3 separate regions of the Mus musculus genome follow, and regions 1 and 3 are each linked to region 2. Evidence: chromatin contacts called from public promoter capture Hi-C data. All regions are on one chromosome and are shown on one strand. Each heading gives the region's core, a stretch centred on a gene start, on an enhancer-like site or on the middle of the called end of the contact. The rest is flanking DNA. Distances are from core to core; before and after follow the strand shown. Region 1 holds the start of Fkbp15 (FK506 binding protein 15). Region 2 overlaps Snx30 (sorting nexin family member 30). Region 3 holds the start of Cdc26 (cell division cycle 26).

Region 1 (2,899 bases), core at 399-2,898, 2.5 Mb after region 2:
CAACTAAATGAATTCAAAGTGGGGCTAAGTGGGTGCAGGCATTCCCAGGGGTCCCGGGAGAATGTGCTGGTCAGAGAGAAATGCAGAGCCACTCACTGGGTGTCAAAAGATCTTAAGTACTGAAGACCAAATAAGAGGGGCTGGGTAAAGTGCTTATTGTATTGAGTTCAGATCCCCAGCAACCACAAAAAAAAAAAAAAAAAAAAAAAAAAAAAAAAAAGACAAGTGTGGTGATGGATGGATACTGGGAGCTTGCTGGACAACCAGTCTAGTCAAAATGGAAAACTCAGGTTCAGTGAGAAAACTTGTCTCAAAAACTAAAGTGGAAGTGTACAGAGAAGGACCCCTGATACTGAACCTCTGTCCTCAACAAAGATGTTCACAACATGCATACATGCATACATCTCTCTCTCACACACACACACACAATCAAAAGAAAGCCAGTCATCTTATGGTCACTCCTGTATTGACTGCCCAGTATTCTAGGAGACTAATCATTATTGGTAGGATGATGTGTCAGTCATTCTTAAGTAGGTTCATCACTATGCACAAAACTTGTAAAGCAGGCGTTCAAAGAAGGGCTGTGCAAAGATGTGAGCTTTGCAGTTAACAAGTCTGAAGGGAGACATGAGGTCCACTAGGACAACGCAAGGGAAAACACTGAGCTAATTATTAAAGGGGGGGGGTGGGGTGGATCTAGCCTGCCGTTAAAGACTTCTCTCCCAAGATGGCATATATGATGTTTGAAAGCAGAAGAAAACGAATAGTCTTTCCCATTGGCGTTACACCTTAGGGCTTAAAAAGCATAATTTCGCAGGCACTTCGTGAGCAATCAATGTGCACCAGGAGTTACTGTTCTGAGACCTAGACAGAAATGAGCAACCATAAGCAGTTCAGTCAGGGCTTAGATTTCAGTAGGTTCCATGTGCTAAGGCTTGTGGAAATATGGAAGATGAAGCAGACTATTCCTCCCGGGACTGTGAAAGCAAAGAATCACCAAAAAGGTAACCTCTGAAGTAGGCTTTGAAGGATGCCAGAGATGGCCCACCAGGTCCTGGTTCAAAGTGTCACCATCCTGTTCTCGGGGAAGAGAAAGTCTCTTGAGTTTACAGCTCGTATATTTATTATAGGAGCTGACTCCTATATAAACTCCGAGGCAAGCAGTCTCCCCAGCAATCCTCTCCATTTCACTGGAGAAAGTGTGATTCACAAAGCAAAAGGGTGTCAAGGGAGGTTCCAGTTCCTGAACCCAGACGGGCCGAGGTGACACCGCTACTCAGAATGCGAAGGCTGAGCGGTGGAACGCGCCGAGGGTCTGTCTAGACCCGGAAGTTGGGAAGCGGCCTGAGAAGAGCCCGACCCCTGCAGCCACCGCGCCAGTCTCTCAGCCCAGCGCTCGGGTCCCGTTCCTCAATCACTCACCCGCCGCTTGGCGAGAGGAAGTCGGTGTCATCCTCGTCTCCGGCACCGAACATCACGTCGGCTTTCGCCCAGCTGAAGGGAGGAGGAAGTTGGATGTTCCCAGGGCCTGTCACCGCCGGTAACGTAAAACGCCGTGGCGGCGAGCTGCTTTCCGGCAGGACAAACTCTCTCAGGGTAGTGAGGCCCAGAGGAGACCCAGCGGTGGAGGAGGTGGAGCAAAGGCAAATGAGGAGGTGAGCTCCCAGTGACGCAAGGCCTCACCAGCCCTCCGAGGAGGTGGAGTTCCTAGGTTCTGAGCGGTGATTGGTGGGATCACCCAGGGGGCGGGTCCAGGGCGGGAATCCGCGGCCTTTACTGCGGTCGTGGGACACGTCGAGCCGGGCAGTAGTGGCGGGGGCTTGGTAGAAGTCCGTACCGGACTAGGGGATCCAGTTCTGAGAGGAAGACTAAGGCGGCGGGGCTTACCCTGTGAAGGTAAGGTCACTCCCCTCCTTTTCCCAAACCCGGCGTGTTCGCTGTCCTTTTCCCTCCCGAACCCTGGACCCCCCGCAGCTCCCTTAAGCTGGGCGGAAGGAGAAAGAGCCCCGGACTAGAAGTCATGGGATCTGAGCCGAACAGTGGCAGGGATCTTACAGCGACATTGCTGTTATGACCTTAGGGCAGGGTGCTCGGTGCCTCAGTTTCCCCATCTACGCAAAGGACCGCGTGTCCAGTGTCTCCATATGCGCTTTTTCAAGGTTTTAAATCTCTGAAATCATCGAGTCTGATCCGGGTCTCTTCGTAATAAACTGATCTGCAGGCAAGAAGACAGAAGAACTAGCCACTTGGGTGACTAGTCCGAGGTCACACAGAGTGAAGAGCAGACCTGGTCCTTTGTATCAGGGTTTAGAGAGCTGATGAGTGAGGAAGCCTGGCCCTTAACTAGACTGTGTGGCATAGGACTTGGGAAAGGACCCTGTTTCTAAAGTCCAGATAAGAGAGGTCCAGAAGAGCTGGGATATTCGGGAGGGTGGATGATGGACGAGACTTTGAAGGTAGAAAGTCCTCAATCCAGTTTTGCTGAGCTGAGTTTTGTTGCCAAGGTTTTAAGTCAACATTGGTTGTCGCTGACTTTTCTGCCTCCAGTTTTCGCCCACTCTGTTGCATGTCTTTCTTCTATATTTCTTTGGTTAGCCTGTTTTGTTTTTGTTTTTGGGTTTTTTTTTTTTTTTTTTTGAACGATCTTGCTTAGCCACGCTGTGGCTAAGCAGATAGTGTGTCCCAGTGTCCATTTCCACAGTTCTCATTGGAGTTCTTTCTGGTTTTCTTCCCAGTCAGGTTGATCCTGTAAGTGTCCCTTTCCGGAATGTTTTAGTCTCTTCTGATGATACTAAAGAGATTGGAAGCTCTCTCCCAGAGAACTTTGTACCTCTTGGCACTTCCCCTGTGGGGCTTTTTATTACAGTTTTTGAACTACTAACTTGTAAGTCTTCTTGCC
Region 2 (2,810 bases), core at 34-2,533:
ACAGATAAGCAATAATACATAAATAGAGGCGGGTAGAGATGTTGGAGCTGCAGCTCAGGGCCCAGCAGCTCATGGTAGGCCCTAGGTTTTCTCCCTGGTACCACAAAGGGGGACACAAATGAAAGGAGGGGAGGGACATGAGGTTGAGAAGCAGCATCCGTCACTGCTAACTCAGATGGAAGGCAGGAGAGTAGGGCAGACCACGTGGTGGGTGTCTGTGGAGTCAGTGGAGGTCAGCAAAGCCACCACAGGACACAGGAAGGTGGTGACACCTACGAGACACCATGTGTTTCTGCTGGGCCTGCCCTCCTCGATGAGGCCTGGGTCACAAAGCCCAATTTTCTCTTTTCTGTCTCCTTTCAGACGCTGGCCAGAAGCTAAGTATGCTTTTGCGATACCTTGGGCGTCTTAGTTTCCCTCGGGCACCCTCCCCACCGTGTGTCAGACCTCCAGGCTGAGTAAATGGAGTGGCTTTTTTCTTTTTTTTTTTTCTCTGCTCCTTTCTCCTCCTCCTCTCAACAGCTCCGCTGAGTCTCACAGCTTGTCTGTTCGGGAGGTTTTTCTTTTAAAATTGTAATACAATTGTGTGGAGCTTAAAAAAAAAAAAGGAAACGAAGCAAATAGTATGGAGATTTCTAAAGAATTAAAAGATGGAGTTAGCTGGTGACTCAGAGAGCCCTCCTCTTCCGACACATTCCATGCAAAGCAAAGGCAACCACCTCCTCCTAGAATGCCTGGACTCCGGCTACAGAGATGGCTCAGCAGTTAGGAGTTTGCTGCTCTTGCAGAAGACCCAGGGTTGGTTCCGAGCACCCACACGGCGGCTCACAACTGTCTGTAATTTCAGTTCCAGGAATCTGACACCCTCTTTTGGCCTTCAAGTGCACAGTTTGCACTTGAGGCATGTTCGTTCGTGCAGAGAAACACTTGGAGACTGAGTTAGTCTCAGTCTGGTCTACATAGTGAATTCCAGGCCAGCCGGGGCTATAAAGTGAAACCTGTCTAAAAATCAAGAACATTTCAGAAGTGAAACAGGTACTGCTCAACTCTACAGGGAGAGTGTGTGACTGAGCAGTCTTTCTGAGCATAGCTGGACCTTTGTCTCATACTGGCGGCCTCTACAAGGGAAGGGGTGAAGCTATCATTAGCCACTGGCTGAAGGCTGTTTGGGTGGTGAGTTTAGGCATTAATTAACAGTATTTTTCAAACTGCCTAGAGGGGAGACAGAGCAGGTTGAGCTGGGGAAACAGCCAGGCTGAGAAACGCAGGTGCTGGGTTGGTAGTTAGACCAGAGGGTGCCAAAGTGGTCAGCACGTGGGTGTGCTGTCGGGTACTGGCAGCACCTGCTATCCTTACCGTGAAGTTTATGCACAGGGAGTAACTAAGAGGATGTGCCTCTGCCAAAGGAGCGAGTTTTTGACTCAGGATGAAGTAGGTGATTTCCTAACGGACAGAAATAAGAAACTCAGCCCCCCACCCCCACCCCCAGAGCCCAAAATGTAAATGTGCAGGCACTAAGTGTCAATTGGTGAAGTGCCATGGAGAGGCCAGTGGGTGATGCGGCAGACCATTGGAGGAAGCTGTTGGGAGGCCAGCCAAGTGCTAAGGAACAGGAGGAGCGGGGCTGGTTTGTGGTTTTTAAGTCCTGTTGATCAAGCCCCTAGAGCTGGGAGCAGATGGTTGGTGGTGGAGGTGGGGGTGAGTGTGTGTGTGTGTGGTGCAGTTCCACGGGGCTCCTCTCACTGGACTCTGAGTGTGCCTTTTATTTGCTAATAATAGGAGTACAGCTCCTGTTAAGTCAAGCAGAAGGGGAGGGGGTGGGTGAGCCTCTTGACAGTCACAGCTGGAACCTCTGAATGCCACTGACGACGGGTCTCACCATCTCAGACGTGGGAACGTGGCAGCCTTTGCACCCCACACGTTTTACAGCCAGAGTGAATTGGGACCTGCCAACGCTGCCTGGCTTGGGTCATGTGCGGCAAGTGGGCCCTGAGAGTGAGAGGGACACTGATTGGCTTAACTTGGGTCAATCGTCTGCGGCTGCGGAGGAGTTTAATAGCTGGGTCTAGAAGTTGGATGGATTGTAAAGGATCACAGTGAGGGCATCTGCCAGCAGCGTGGGTGACTAGTGGGATGCTGATGGCAGAATTTGATGAGACATATAGGTCAGAAATAAAAGTATAGGCTTTCTAAGGCACATGATTTTTAAGGAACTATATATTCTCATGCTATAGAATTCAGCTGTGTGTGTGTGTGTGTGTGTGTGTATGTATGTGTGTGTCTATGTATGTATGTATGTATTGAGACAGGATCTCACTATGTAGACCAGGTTATCCTCAAATTCCCGTGAGTACTGAAATTAAAGGCTTACACCATCATGCCCAACATTTTTAAAAAAGATTTACTTATATTTAAATGTATATGATTGTGTCTGTGTTGGGGTATGAGCACGTTCATGCATGTGCCCATGAAGACCAGAAGAGGGCACTGAGTGCCCTGGAGCTGGAGTTACCGTGGTTGTGAGACATCAACAGTGCTGAACCCAGGTCTTCTGAAAGACCTGGATGTGCTCTTAGCCGCAGAGCCGTCTCTCCAGGTCTATGATTTACTTGTTTTTAGGTAGAGTTTTGCATGTTGCCCAGGCTTTTCTTGAATTTTTAGGCCCAAGTGATCCTGTTGCTTCAGCTCTTCTGGTATTTGGCACTATGGACACATGGCCCAATGCCTGGCCACAAAAATAAACTTTTTGAAAGTATACCATAGTAGTTTTCAGTATAATTTTGAGGTTGTACCTGATTCCAGAACAATTT
Region 3 (2,997 bases), core at 370-2,869, 2.6 Mb after region 2:
ATATCCTGAGTTCAAATCCAGCAACCACATAGTGGCTCACAACCATCCGTAATGAGATCTGACACCCTCTTCTGGTGTGTCTGAAGACAGCTACAGTGTACTTACATATAATAAATAAATAAATCTTTGGGCTGGAGCAAGCAGGGAGAGCGGGGCCTGAGCAAAAAAAAGAAAAACAAAAAACAAAACAAAACAAAAAAAAAGCTAAATCAGCATTCTATAAAAGTTACACATAGGGGCTGGAGAGATGGCTCAGTGGTTAAGAGCATTGACTGCTCTTCCAGAGGTCCTGAGTTCAATTCCCAGCAACCACATGGTGGCTCACAACCATCCGTAACAAGATCTGGCGCCCTCTTCTGGAGTGTCTGAAGACAGCTAGTGTACTTACATATAATAAATAATTTAAAAAAAAAAAAAAAAACAAAGTTACACTTAGACCACTAAAATAAAAAGCTAAATGATAGTGATCTACATGAAAGTTTTGCTATAGTGTGCATTCATAGAAATTATTATTGCGTGCATCCAGAACGAAACAAAACACTACAATGTATAGGAAACATTTACACTTCTCTCAGGAGGCTTAGCACAGCAAGGGGTGATCTAATCAAAACACTGGCCCGTGACATTTCAAAACTGCTTTATTCTATCAGATACTACTTTCTACCAGATCCTTACGTAGAGAAATGGAAGTCAGCTCCAAGGGGGAAAGGAAGAAACACTTAGAAAAACAACAACAACAACAATAATTCCCTACTTGCGAGGGAACTTTCTGAAAGCCTCACCACTAGAGAGCAATAATGAGTACGAGTTAAAAGCGCGGCTCGGCGGCTCGCGACCTGCCACGTTACTAATTCTACTACTACGGCTCCAGAACGACCTTTTCTCACCAGAATGTTTTTTGGTTTTTTTCGGGCTTGTACTCTTGTCCGTGACTGAGATGACTAAAACAGAATAAGCTCGTTGCGCGTAACTCGGCATTAGTAAGTCCTCGAAAAGGAAGTGCTCTTCTAATTGGAGTTGTTCGGGGCAGGGCCTTGAGTGTGGAAGTGAGTCTGTTCAGCTCGGCAAACGCGCATATTTTTGTAACCCCCACAACTTTCATGTAAGGATTTTTTTTTTAAAAAAAACCTTATCTCTGATGGCCTAACATTCATTGGAGCTACTACTGCTGATATGCTCTTTATCTGGAGCCTTCATGGACCCTTTATTTCAAAGAACACAGACAAAGAATAGGCTGTAGACAAGTAAACCCACAACAAACTAGGCCGCAGCTCCTCCACCACATCTCTATTTTAGCCTTAGAAGGTCTTAGAGTTTAATATCTTCTTGAAGCCCAAACTGATTACGTAGCCACCGAGTTACGAGGGGCCCCCGAAGGACTTCCGTCGTGGACAACAGTCCTCTTTCCCAGCTCCAAGGCTGCAGAAGTCTAGGGAGAGATTTCCATGGCAACACAGGCCTCAGCTTCGAAATGGCGGAAGGCCTCCCGAAGGATAACAGAGACCCTCGTTTTGTTCCAGATTATGGTTGCGATCCGCAAACCTACCTCTTTTCAGGCCTCTGCAGTTCCCCAGAACCTCAACTCCCACCATGACTCCATTGCTGCGCAGCCCAAACTACACCTCCCAGGCTGCTCTGCGCCTCTCTTCCCATGCTCCTCTTCTCCCGCGAGGTTGTGTAGCTCTGTAAGGCCACGCCCCTCGACTCCAGCCGACCTTTGGCAACTACCATTCCCAAGATACTTCGCACGTAGTACGTTTCTGATACGTTTCCGGCCAGTGACGCACTTCCACTTTGCTAGGCGCGCGGTTCCCGGTCTGAAAAGTAGAACGCGGATTTGGCTAGGGCCTCGCGTCTCCGCCGCCCGGCATGGCCTCCTCACGAGCCTCCTCCACGGTACGGAGCTCTGGATCTAAGCTCAGGCCTGCCCTAGAGAGGCCGGGGGTTCCCGTGGGAAAGGGCCGTTACCTTACGGGTCTGGGCCGAGGAGGAGGAAAGCTGAGGGACCCTAGTGTGGACCTTAGTAGCCTTTTCCTGATGTCTTCGTGTGCTGCAGCTCTCTTTGCACTGCTCTTACTTAAGTCCTGAGCAGAGACCACTCTTTCTGGCTGCTCCAAAACACGGTGCTTTGGAATCGGGTTGTGTCCTGACTTAAGCTGTCCGACTCGTACTTACTATGATGAGGCTTCCCAACTTGTAATCGGCTCTGAAAGTATTTGAAATGTGTATTCCAGTCACATCGTGACTTGGTGCACCTAGAGCCACCCTGATTGTTTAGGTTGTTTTTAGTGTCTGCCCAGCAGTGAGAAGTTATTTTCGTAAAACCGGAGATTGCTTTTCCAGTCGATTAAAGTAACGGGCCCCAAAACAACCAAGACACTTCAGGCAGAAATTGATTGGTCGTATTTGTGTGCCAAACTTAACAAGAGCCTTAACTCGCACAAAGTCAGTTTCGACTTTCTCCTCTAGTTTTGAGAGGAAAGAAGATGAAAGTGCAGCGTTAGCTTCATTCTTTTGGGAAGCATGGTTTGCTGGAACTAAACCTTAGTCCGGGTCTTTGATTTAACAGACAACCAAAACCAAAGCGCCTGACGATTTAGTTGCTCCCGTTGTGAAGAAACCACACATCTACTATGGAAGCTTGGAAGAGAAAGAGCGGGAACGCCTGGCCAAAGGAGAGTCTGGGATTTTGGGAAAAGAAGGACTCAAAGCCGGCATTGAAGCAGGAAATATTAATATAACATCCGGTAAGATGCAAATTGCAGGTCATTACCCCCACACACACACCCTTTTTTAAACAGTGCTGGGAATCCAACCCGGGTTTTTTTTTTTTTTTTTTTGCATGCTAGGCAACTGTTCTGCCACTGAGCCATACATTTCCATCTCCCCCCACCCCCCACAGTCTCTTACCTTTGACCTCAAACTCCTCCTGCCTCCTTCCTGGTCGCCACCATGTACTTTTGATGATTCAATATTCTGATGAACACCTTCCCAAAC

What was found. Promoter capture Hi-C pulls out the DNA fragments that hold promoters and counts their contacts.
Region 1: a contact with region 2 is called in a promoter capture Hi-C map of second pharyngeal arch cranial neural crest. The contact joins the promoter of Fkbp15 here to the enhancer-like site in region 2. A contact is called at or near these places in 5 of 39 promoter capture datasets (cranial neural crest, hippocampal neurons, liver and 1 more) and 1 of 115 datasets of contacts at active chromatin or transcription factors (large pre-B cells).
Region 3: a promoter capture Hi-C map of hippocampal neurons shows a contact between it and region 2, with 2.5 times the contacts expected there. The contact joins the promoter of Cdc26 here to the enhancer-like site in region 2. A contact is called at or near these places in 2 of 39 promoter capture datasets (hippocampal neurons and stem cell-derived epiblast-like cells).

What each region holds. Positions count from the first base shown.
Region 1 is chr4:62,358,948-62,361,846 of GRCm38.p6, forward strand. Fkbp15 (FK506 binding protein 15) reads right to left here and starts at 1,649. Exons shown (of 28, transcript NM_001045528.2): 1 at 1,423-1,649. The coding sequence starts at 1,475. Slc31a1 (solute carrier family 31, member 1) reads left to right here and starts at 1,754. Exons shown (of 5, transcript NM_175090.4): 1 at 1,754-1,896.
Region 2 is chr4:59,817,983-59,820,792 of GRCm38.p6, forward strand. All of the region lies in intron 1 of Snx30 (sorting nexin family member 30), which reads left to right. Among named protein-coding and RNA genes, the nearest start is that of Snx30, 14 kb to the left of the region's middle. Within about 2 kb of position 1,284, at least 109 of the 459 cell types and tissues checked have an H3K27ac peak or open chromatin away from gene starts, as enhancers often do. A contact at or near this core is called in hippocampal neurons, where this site is marked.
Region 3 is chr4:62,407,006-62,410,002 of GRCm38.p6, forward strand. Cdc26 (cell division cycle 26) reads right to left here and starts at 1,620. Exons shown (of 4, transcript NM_139291.4): 1 at 1,547-1,620. It overlaps Prpf4 (pre-mRNA processing factor 4), which reads left to right and starts at 1,778. Exons shown (of 14, transcript NM_027297.3): 1 at 1,778-1,896; 2 at 2,570-2,747. The coding sequence starts at 1,870.